2 separate regions of the Pan troglodytes genome follow, and region 2 is linked to region 1. Evidence: chromatin contacts called from public HiChIP or PLAC-seq data. All regions are on one chromosome and are shown on one strand. Each heading gives the region's core, a stretch centred on a gene start, on an enhancer-like site or on the middle of the called end of the contact. The rest is flanking DNA. Distances are from core to core; before and after follow the strand shown. Region 1 overlaps CDK6 (cyclin dependent kinase 6). Region 2 holds the start of LOC748709.

Region 1 (4,991 bases), core at 1,394-3,893:
TCATAGAAGCTGCTTCAGAAAACGGAGTCTAAGCTGAAAACTTTTTAAGTGACATGTCATTACTGTAAAAGATGGCAACAATTATTTTCTTTGATTTCACAGCAGTTTTTTTTAAAGACAAGATTCATTTATGGAGACAAATAAGAAACAACATCTTAAAAGCTTTGGGTAGGAGTGAGGGGCCCAGGCTGGGAATGATGAGAATATGGATCCTGTAGCCTGTGAATAAAACATTTTCCAACTGGCTTGTAAAACATGAAAATTTGTGATAGCATAATTTCATCTGCTACTTTTAGATTCCATTTAAAATGTGAAATTAATATATAAATGTTAGTAAATCTATTGCAGAAACCAAGTATTGCAGCTTCTTAACCTCTGATAGAAGTCATATGTGACTTTTAATTCAGTAATACGATGAAAAATCTCCAACTGAACACAGCTTCCTTCTTAAAAGATTGACATGCCTTGGAGTCCCCAATAAAATAGTAATTGCAATGTACACCAATTGGTTAGAGCTGTGAAATATGTTTCCCGGGGGCTTCTCTGCAGTGGTAGAGGGCTGTCTGCCTGCATGGTTGTCATACTCAGTGGTTACTTGCAGACTCTGGAGTTAGACCTGGATTTGGATTGTATCTCTGACAAGTGGCTAGTTGTGGGACTACTGTAGTTATTAACATGTTTGAATATCAGTATCTTACCTAAAATATGGGTAAAAAATTATGTGCCTATCTCACAAGTTTTTATGTTTAAGTAACATAAAATGTGTGAAGTCCTTAGTGAAGTGCCAGGCGTACGGAAGACCCTTGATAAACTTCGGCTGTTTTTCTTTGGCTATGTCTTCTCTGTTGTGCAGCTCTGGGGTTTCTTTGAGCTTCTCAAAACATTCCTTCTAGTCAGTTTCTGCATTAGAGTAAAATATATTTACTTAATCACCATTGACTTCCACAATAGATAACAAGGAACAGGTTGTTTGGTCTGTAATGAAAGCCAGGCCGATAGTTACGATTACTATTAAGCATTCTTCGAGAAGCTGAAATGTTATTAACTGTCTTCCGAAGCACTTATTAAGAGCCAGTTATTAGTCCTGAAAAACAGTTCTCTCAAATATTCCTAAGATGACTTCCAGCTACAGTATACATGTACTTTATGACATTATAGATGGCTGCCTGGTAACGTAGAGGCCAGGCTTCATCTCCAAATGTGAAGAGAAAATTCTCTCTCTCATTCCTGTCTCATATTTGATTGGATGATTTTAGTAAGACTTAATGACTTTTTTGCGAATCGGTTAAACTTTCTGGTGTATGTTGCTTTTCATTTTCTTCTCCAGAAATCTTAATCCTCCTGAAGACAGGAAATGTGTTAGGAGTTCATAGACTCTGAATATTAGAATTGCACAATTCATGACCCCAGGATTCCATATGCTGTCCATTCAATAAAGGGGTGACACTGTCAATGATGATCAATGTTTAGATGACAAACATCTTTAAATCCACAAAATTTCTCATAGACCAAAGCGTTTGTTCTAGTCCCTGACATATCGAACCAGTTTTTTCAAAGTAAATCATTTGATCTGGTTCCTGACATATCAAACCAGTTTTTTCAAAGTAAATCTTGTGTCCTGAAAACATTTTGAGGCCTTAAATAATACCACTCTTGAATATCATCATTTGAGTAACTTAGTAAAGACTATTAAAGAAATACACATATATGGTAAGATTTTGTAGGATCTTCTTAGCATTAAGAATAAAAGATTATTAATTCTTTCCCCGTGAAACAACAACATATAATAATAAGCTAAATGTGGTCAGCTTTGATTTCATAACGGGAAAACTCCCTTTTCATTTTTACAATTGGTGTTTTCTCTTCAGCTGCTTTTTAAGTTGGCCTGTTAGCAATTTAGCCTGTCTTTAATTTTAAGCACCATTCTTCTAGTCAGGAGATCCCAATAGGAAGCCCACTCTTGTAGCCTCGCCTCTCATTGGCTAGCTGGGAAAAGAGCATTTCTGCATAAATTGGATGCTTCCTTCTCCCCTGGAGACCAAATATGCTCATGTTTCACAATCCCCTGGTTTATAACCTTGAGTCCATTGCCTAAAGCTGGAAACTTTCACTTTGTAGAACAGAGCACACTCCGAAACCCAGATCCAATACCGCTGACATGTCGGTGGGTCTGACAGCAGATTGAATACATGCTTCTTTCTTAATCCAGTGTTTCTGAGCTGCTCCAACTGAAATCAGAAACCGATGTGCGTGAGAGAGGTGTCCTTCAAAGAAAGGTATTTCCTTTGTGCAGCTCCAGTGCACACAGAATCCAAGGGGTTAACGTGAGAGCTGCTTTGAAAACAGAGGCGAAGGTCACTGGCGGCAACAGCAAAGACTTTTAAAGCCTGCCGTCCTGAGCCTTTCAGCCTGCCTTCCCCACCCAGGGGATTGTAAACATTGGCTCCCAGCCACCTCGTCCCAAAGCACAAAACTTCTCTGTGCTTTCAGCATATACATTTATGCTTTTTTATGGAAGTTGAAGCAGAGGCGCATTATTGCTGTGAGCCCAGAGAACATGTCTCTGTTCAATGAAAGGGGAGGAATCCTGTCCTGCCAGAATGTGAAAGCATGCAGATACGCTTATTTAGCGGGGCTTCACATGGAACTTAGCCGCTGCTCTTAGTCTGACTTTCTCAAGTCAAAAGAATGTGTAGAATGCTGTCACTTAATCAGAACCCAGAAGAGCTCTTTTATCTGCCATTTGTTTGTAACTTGCAATATTGTCCTTATCTCTTTGTCCTTTAGCTTGATCCAGTGCCCTCAGATATGAGAACTGGAAACATGAAAGCACTTATTACCTTGAGCATTGCTTCTTGATTTTTGTTGGTTTTTTTCTTTTCTTTTTTTTTTTTTTTTTTTTACTTCAGGGTCCCTTAATCACCAACAAAGAAGCTATGAGACTTTTTCCCCCTAATTTCTGCCTTAGTCCTAGGATCATATTTGTTTAGTAATATTTAAAAAAAACCAAGATGATTTGTATATTTACACTGCCATTTATACCTGGTTCTTTAAAAGTCTATTATTGACATAACTTTGTATCATTATAACTTTCACTGATCATTTGCATGAAACAGAATGGAATTTCCAGAGGTATCATGTGTAGCTTAAATTTCTCCCTCCCAAACTTTTTAATATGTCGTAGGAGGTTAATATCCTTCTGTCTATAAGTAATTTCAGTCATTTGAGATCATCTTTTTCTCTTTGGTAATTTCTAAAGACACAAACCAGAGATATATTTCAATAGGTAGGAACAGAAAAATTATATCCCATGTCATTCCTTTTTGCTGTGGTCTTTTTATATATATATAATTTTCTATTTCAGAGACAGACATGTCTTCTGAAATGGCCACTCTGAGCATATTTTGTAATAAATTTGGATGCTTACCTAATGAAGCACAATCACTACACATTTCTGTTTGAACAATGATGCTTGATTTTGAAAAGAACACGAGACAGACAACAGCCTCTCCCATGTTACATGACATGCAGACATGATTGTTCTCTAGCCTGTAGCTACATTGATAAGTGATATGTGGCTTTGCCTTTTGCCACTCAGGCTAAATAACTCTTGAAGGTTCTTCACAGGCTCTTCTGGAATTCCAATTTTGCTTTATGGAACCACAAATTATATTGAGTAATTATTAATGTTCTTTCAGTTTTCCTCTTGGTTAACGTTTGATTTCTGTAAATGTCAAGTTTCTGTGAACAGCATCACTGACCTGGATGTATTGGTACACAGTGCAATGTTCAGATGGTGTCACTGAGCATGTAGAATTTATTTATTCTAATTATAGGATTCTGGAGTTGGAAAGACTTTAGAAATAATCAAATGTGACTTCTTGATTTTGTAGTTGAGAAACTAGGGCCTAACAATATAAAATTACTTTTTTGCAATGTAATAAATATACAAAGGTTATTTATAACTAATATCCAGAGGTATATCTGGATATAAATATTTATTTAAAACTAATACCCAGAGTATATCTGGAACAAAAACTCAGATTTCAAAATCTCAATCAAGGACTCTTTCCCTTAGTCCATCTAGTCACATACCCCCTATACTGTATGGTGTTCACAGATGACTAAAGATGAGACTAATAAATGGCCGATATTTAGATCATCTTCAGCAAGTAGATGAGCACATAAATGATTATGAACAGACATTTTGTACACTGAGCATGAGGCAACATGGGGTCTTGGTCTTTACTTATTCCCAAGGGTACCTGGTAACTGACATTTCAACCATTCAGCTTATCAACTTGCCATACCCTAATTTCACTATAAACTTCTCACAATCTGTAAAATCCCCCTTTTCTCTTGCCTATTTAATGTGTAACAGTGACTTCACATGACAACAGTGAACTCTACATCAAAGCTGACAATATGACCAAAGCTATTCACAGAGGCTAATTCATAGCACTAACTGCTTTTATGACTGGAAAAGAAAGATTGACTGTAAATGTAAAAGCCTTCAATCCAAGTAGCACAAAAGAAAAAGAATTCTTTTCAACAAGCATCGATTGTATTTACATATTACTCATTATGAAAAATTAAAACATGTTAAAGTATATAATGATGAATTAATTAGAATGTACCTGTATAAACTAGGATGCAGGAAAAGTTTAAAGCATAAATGAATAAATTAGAAAACAGATAATAAAATGGAAAAATAAACCTACCAGTTGGTCCTGAGAGTCACCTTCTAGATCACGCCAGCCCACTTTGCTACTAGGTAATAGAGCTTTTGAAAGAACTTGTGGCATATGAGACAGGATCACATAGGGCTGGGAGGGAGTGCTGATCAGGGTTTCTCTGTGAACTCAGCCCATATCCAGTTATTCTCAAGCCTAGGCACCCCCATTTCTTTCTCTACTTGTATCTCTTTCTCTTAACCCAGGTAAGAAAAACAAATACCTCCTATTTATACATGTTATAGGTTCACAGGTAAG
Region 2 (4,991 bases), core at 968-3,467, 140 kb before region 1:
CAGTTTCTCCAAACGGAACTGGAACTCTACTCGGACACTCACATAATAATTCACATTTAGGGTTTAAAATGCACTGCCTCTAGGGACTCCATGCTGGAGAATGTGCTTGCATTTCCCCCTCGAAAACGCCCTCTCCAGCTCGCTGAGGTGTGGGTGTGGGCTCCACCTTCCCCTCCACGAGATAAATGTTAACGCAGGCTTCCTGCGGGCGTGTTATACACAGAAAATTGCACGCAGCCGGCCAGTGCCCAGGCTTGGAGCCCCGCGAAGACGCACGTTTGCTGTAGTTTCCAAGTTTACTTTTATAATTTAAAATATTGGAGTTAAACACACGCCCCGCAGTGAGCAGTCCTGGTCCCCGCAGCGCGCCCGTCCGTGTGCATATGGGCGCATCTGCGTGTGCGCACACGCGGGAGTCGCGGTCCCCGGTGTGGCCTCTTGTCGCTGTGCTGGTGGCGACCCTTGTGGTGCTTGGCAGGCTTCGGGAGAGGCGCATGAAGGATTTCATTGAGTGTGAAGACAGAGAGCAGAGACAGAAAGCAGAAGGAGGCGGCTGCAGCCTTTGTAGTCGCGGAGGAATGCGGAAATGTTGAAGCACTATGTCAAACTTTTTTTGAAATGGGGTCAAGTCACATTCAGCCAGCGTGGGAAAGCAACAACAACAACAAAAAAAAGTGGAGGAGAGGGGGGGAAAAGGCATTGCTGCTCCCGTTTCTCTCCGCCGAAGCCGACCGTCTGGGGGGCGAGTGGGGGGAGAGCCAGGGCAGTGCGGGGCCCGGCGGGGGCAGCAGGCGCAGTTCCCTGCGGGGGTGGGACGTCCCCGACGCTTCCTTCGCTGCGGAGCCCGGGGCTAGACTCGAGCGGGAGGGGGTTGGGGGGACGCAGGACAGGCGGGTTGGACGGCCGGCGGCGGCTCCCCGGCTACCTGTGTGGCCCTCGACCTGGCTCAGACCCCTGGGCAGTCCCTGGGGGCTCTTTCCTCGGCTTTTAAGGAAAGTTCTGAATGTAGTGAGTGCCAGAAGCTCTGCTCTCGCCGCGGTCCGCTCCACCCGCTCATCGTGGGGGTCGCGCCGTTTGTTTAATTCCTGGCAAAAGGCGAGCGGGCCAGCGGTTGCGAGGCAGGTAATTCCGAGGTGCCCCGGGAATTCCGGACATGCGGCCGTCGTGGTGAAAGTCCTGCCGAGGCCGCGGCGGCCCTGGAGGAGGGAGGCCCCCTAGGTCCCAGATAGCTGCTGAATGGGGAGGGAAAGTTAGGGTACCCTACTCTGGCGCTTTGTTGTGCAGAGGGCTCCGGGGGCGTCCGGCTGCAGACTGGACCGGGCCTTTAGCCGGAGGGGGAATGGGGCAGCCACCTCTGCTACCTACAGCGGGGAGGTCCTGGGAATGGGAAAAGGTTCGCGAGTCCGGGCCCCGAGGACAGAGACCTTCTCTCTCACCCCTGGAGGCGCAGGATTTAACCCCCCCCCCCCCCCCACCCTTTGAAAGGGAGGTTGAGTTTTGCTCAGGTCGAAATCAGTTTAAAACTTAAGGACGAGGCGCGATTATGCTATCCCCTTCCTGAAGTTATTCTTTAAGGAGACGACAAGCGAAATTGTGGCGAACACCCCTTTCTCCCACCCTTGGGATCCCGTGGGGGACGGTGTCTCCCCTCCCCCAGGACCGCTCGCTCGCCCACCCCCATTAGCCCCAACCCTCCCCGACCAGATGGCTGGTCTTCCCAAGGTTTCCACCAGGGAGGTCCTCCCAGTCGGAGAGAGAATTCCGTTTCCAACCGAGACTCCTTTACCCCAAAAAGACCATTTGTGTATGCGAGTCGTTTTTAAATGTCTCCTCGTAGAAAAACTGAAAGTAGAAAGAAAGAAAGCAATTTCTGAGCAGATGTCTGACCACCCCTTCTCGCACACTCCCAGCATCGGGTTACAGGGTCCTGGGAGCCCCCACCCACATTCTGCGGCCCCACACGGATGGACCCACAGTCCTTCCGCTCCAGCTTGTGCGCGACCCCTGAACGCCCTCCGGCACCCCTGGACCCCGTCTCCCTGCACGTCCGGGCCTCAGGAGGCGGGGAGGGTAGCGGCGCAACACAATGATATAGGGATAAATATTAAGCCGTGACATTGACGTGCCCGGCGCCTCCCCTCCCCCGCGCTCCCGGCACACTCTGGGCTGCTCGGCACGCCCCCTCCCGTTCCACTGCGTCCCGCGCCGCTCGCTCATCCCCGAGGGGCCCCTGCAACCTCTCCGCGCGAAGACGGCTTCAGCCCTGCAGGGAAAGAAAAGTAACTTCGCTTTTCTCGGAGGAACCAGGAAGGATTAAGCGGCTTGGGAGAGGGCAGGAGCGCGCGGAGGGTAGCGATGGAGGCTTCGTAAAGGAGGAGGAGGGGAGTCTGGAGGAACCCCGAGGAAGGCTTCTGGGCTGTCTGATTGCACTTTCTTCTTATCCTCCCGTCTCCTCCTTTAGGTGCAATGATTCTGGACTGAGACGCGCTTGGGCAGAGGCTATGTAATCGTGTCTGTGTTGAGGACTTCGCTTCGAGGAGGGAAGAGGAGGGATCGGCTCGCTCCTCCGGCGGCGGCGGCGGCGGCGGCGTCTCTGCAGGCGGAGTTTCGCGGCGGCGGCACCAGGGCTACGCCAGCCCCGCGGGGAGGTCTCTCCATCCAGCTTCTGCAGCGGCGAAAGCCCCAGCGCCCGAGCGCCTGAGCCGGCGGGGAGCAAGTAAAGCTAGACCGATCTCCGGGGAGCCCCGGAGTAGGCGAGCGGCGGCCGCCAGCTAGTTGAGCGCACCCCCCGCCCGCCCCAGCGGCGCCGCGCCGGGCGGCGTCCAGGCGGCATGGAGAAGGACGGCCTGTGCCGCGCTGACCAGCAGTACGAATGCGTGGCGGAGATCGGGGAGGGCGCCTATGGGAAGGTGTTCAAGGCCCGCGACTTGAAGAACGGAGGCCGTTTCGTGGCGTTGAAGCGCGTGCGGGTGCAGACCGGCGAGGAGGGCATGCCGCTCTCCACCATCCGCGAGGTGGCGGTGCTGAGGCACCTGGAGACCTTCGAGCACCCCAACGTGGTCAGGTGAGCCAGGGAGCTGCGCCCTCGCCATCTGGGGCCGCGCGCGCGCGGGGAGGGCCGAGCCGGGAATCCTCAGGCCCAGAAAGGTGCGGGGCAGAGGGCGACTGGGGAGGTCCTGCGCGACCTGTTGGTCTTACAGAGTGAGAGTTAAGTTTTGTCGACAGAGCTGCGAGCCAGAGCCGGTGACCTTGCCAGACAGCGAGCCGAAAGACAAGTCAAAAAAACATGACCTGAGCAGGCTTCCCTGCAGCTGTGCAACTTAGAAGCGTTTTCTCCCTGCCCACCCTGAAGGAGGGTCTGGGGGAGGTGGGTGCGTTTTAGGGACAGGATAAGCCAACCTGAGACATGCCCCGCTAGCCCCCGCATATTTTTCCTGGCCATGCCGTTGGGGAATTTTTGAAAGACAGAGTAGGTGAGACTGGAGAATGAGGATGCCGTGTGATAATCAGTGGGAACTTTATGGGTGGAGCCAAGTGTAAATCAGGTTAAGAAGATGCAGAAACATCATAATATTTTTGCCAGTCATACTCTCAGTTTCTCTTTATTAAAGTTGCGTAGTAAGAATGACTCCTGGTGGTCTAAGGAGTTTGAGTGCTGATGCCCAATCTCAAACAGCGTCATAAAAATTTCTTCCAAAACTGTTATCCCTGTGTCTGTTTTACTTTATATCTCTGGGCGGACATACTCTTTAGACTAATTCTCCAAAGGGTTAAATGTGAGTCCAAGATGTGGTATGGTTAGATCATAAATGTTCTGCCCATGCTTTTCCCAGATGGATTGTGCGAGTGGGTGGGGAGACAGCAGTTCTTACTCTCTCCTGTGTGGTAACCAGTATTAAATGAAAATGTGTGACTTAGGATAATGGTGTTTTCTTAGTGATCCTGGAATTTCCCCATTGTGTGGTTGACATTGTTTGGTTGTGTCATCCTTTTCTTTTTTAAACAGAGATGCATAGCTTTACATTGAAAAGGAATGCCTAGAAACTTCTGCAAATTGGGTTGTGATTTTACCTTTCTCGATCTTGAGAAAATGTGTAGCAGAAATATCTTTTTTCTCATCCATTTAGGGCTTCTGTTCAACAAATACATGCCTACTGTGTGCGCTGAGGATGAAATGATGTAAATAAGCACAGCTAAATATTTTTGTAAAAAGTCAAACAATTTAACATTAGTCATCAAAGTGGAGAGACCCAAGACTGACCTTTGAAATACCAAACTCTCTACAGACTCAGAGAGACCAAGTATCTACAGAATCTTCTTGGGAGGTTTTAACTTGTCTCCTCTTATCCCAGGCTGGTGATTTGTGCGGTGCTTTGTTCCCAACGCAGTTTAGACTCAAGCTAGAAGGCATCAAAGAATCATAAATATATAAATAAGGCAGTAAATGGTTATAAAGTTAAGACCGCATTATACCTCTGCTTAGCTAGTGAAGGAGAATGAGTGTTTTAGAAGATGAGATTATATATGAAAACCTATAGATGACTTTTTTCATGTGTATTTTGTTTGTTAAAAACAATAAAATCCGTTTTTGGGGCTCTTTGTGATATTGGAGGGAAAAGGGGAGGGTATATTTAGCCCCCTGTAACTCAGCTGTCGTCCTAGGGGAATCACCTAATACATCCCGAAGGATGAATTCCACCACTACAATTTTAAGACGGAAGTTCTTGTTTTATTTTGTCTGTTACCTATGGAGTATCCAGTTAAGGGTGCTTATCATGTATATGAATGAATAATGTCCTTCCAAACGTAGAGGTACTACAGAGGCACCCCTGTATAACACTATTGTTTACAAAGCTTACGCCATTCTTATACCAGAGGCACACTTTCTGCCATTGTGCTTGTAGATTTTGTCTGATCCATCCTATTCTCTTGATTTATCCTCCTGAGATTGATGTGTTCCTAGACGTTTCTAACTGACCCATGACTTGGAT

Evidence for each region. HiChIP or PLAC-seq counts read pairs in DNA pulled down with a chosen protein or histone mark.
Region 2: a contact with region 1 is called in an H3K4me3 HiChIP or PLAC-seq map of stem cell-derived excitatory neurons, with 5 times the contacts expected there. The contact joins the promoter of LOC748709 here to the enhancer-like site in region 1. A contact is called at or near these places in 5 of 7 Hi-C or Micro-C datasets (blood, induced pluripotent stem cells, a lymphoblastoid cell line and 1 more), 1 of 1 datasets of contacts at active chromatin or transcription factors (stem cell-derived excitatory neurons) and 1 of 1 other capture datasets (stem cell-derived neural stem cells).

The regions. Positions count from the first base shown.
Region 1 is chr6:102,069,988-102,074,978 of NHGRI_mPanTro3-v2.0_pri, reverse strand. All of the region lies in intron 4 of CDK6 (cyclin dependent kinase 6), which reads left to right. Among named protein-coding and RNA genes, the nearest start is that of FAM133B, 110 kb to the right of the region's middle. Within about 2 kb of position 2,643, at least 13 of the 24 cell types and tissues checked have an H3K27ac peak or open chromatin away from gene starts, as enhancers often do. A contact at or near this core is called in induced pluripotent stem cells, stem cell-derived excitatory neurons, stem cell-derived neural progenitor cells and 1 more, where this site is marked.
Region 2 is chr6:102,207,942-102,212,932 of NHGRI_mPanTro3-v2.0_pri, reverse strand. It overlaps LOC748709, which reads right to left and starts at 2,217. Exons shown (of 6, transcript XM_063815936.1): 1 at 1,942-2,217; 2 at 1,260-1,361; 3 at 942-1,196; 4 at 1-850. The coding sequence starts at 2,217. The coding sequence ends at 80. It overlaps CDK6 (cyclin dependent kinase 6), which reads left to right. Exons shown (of 8, transcript XM_003318579.6): 2 at 2,462-3,064. The coding sequence starts at 2,832.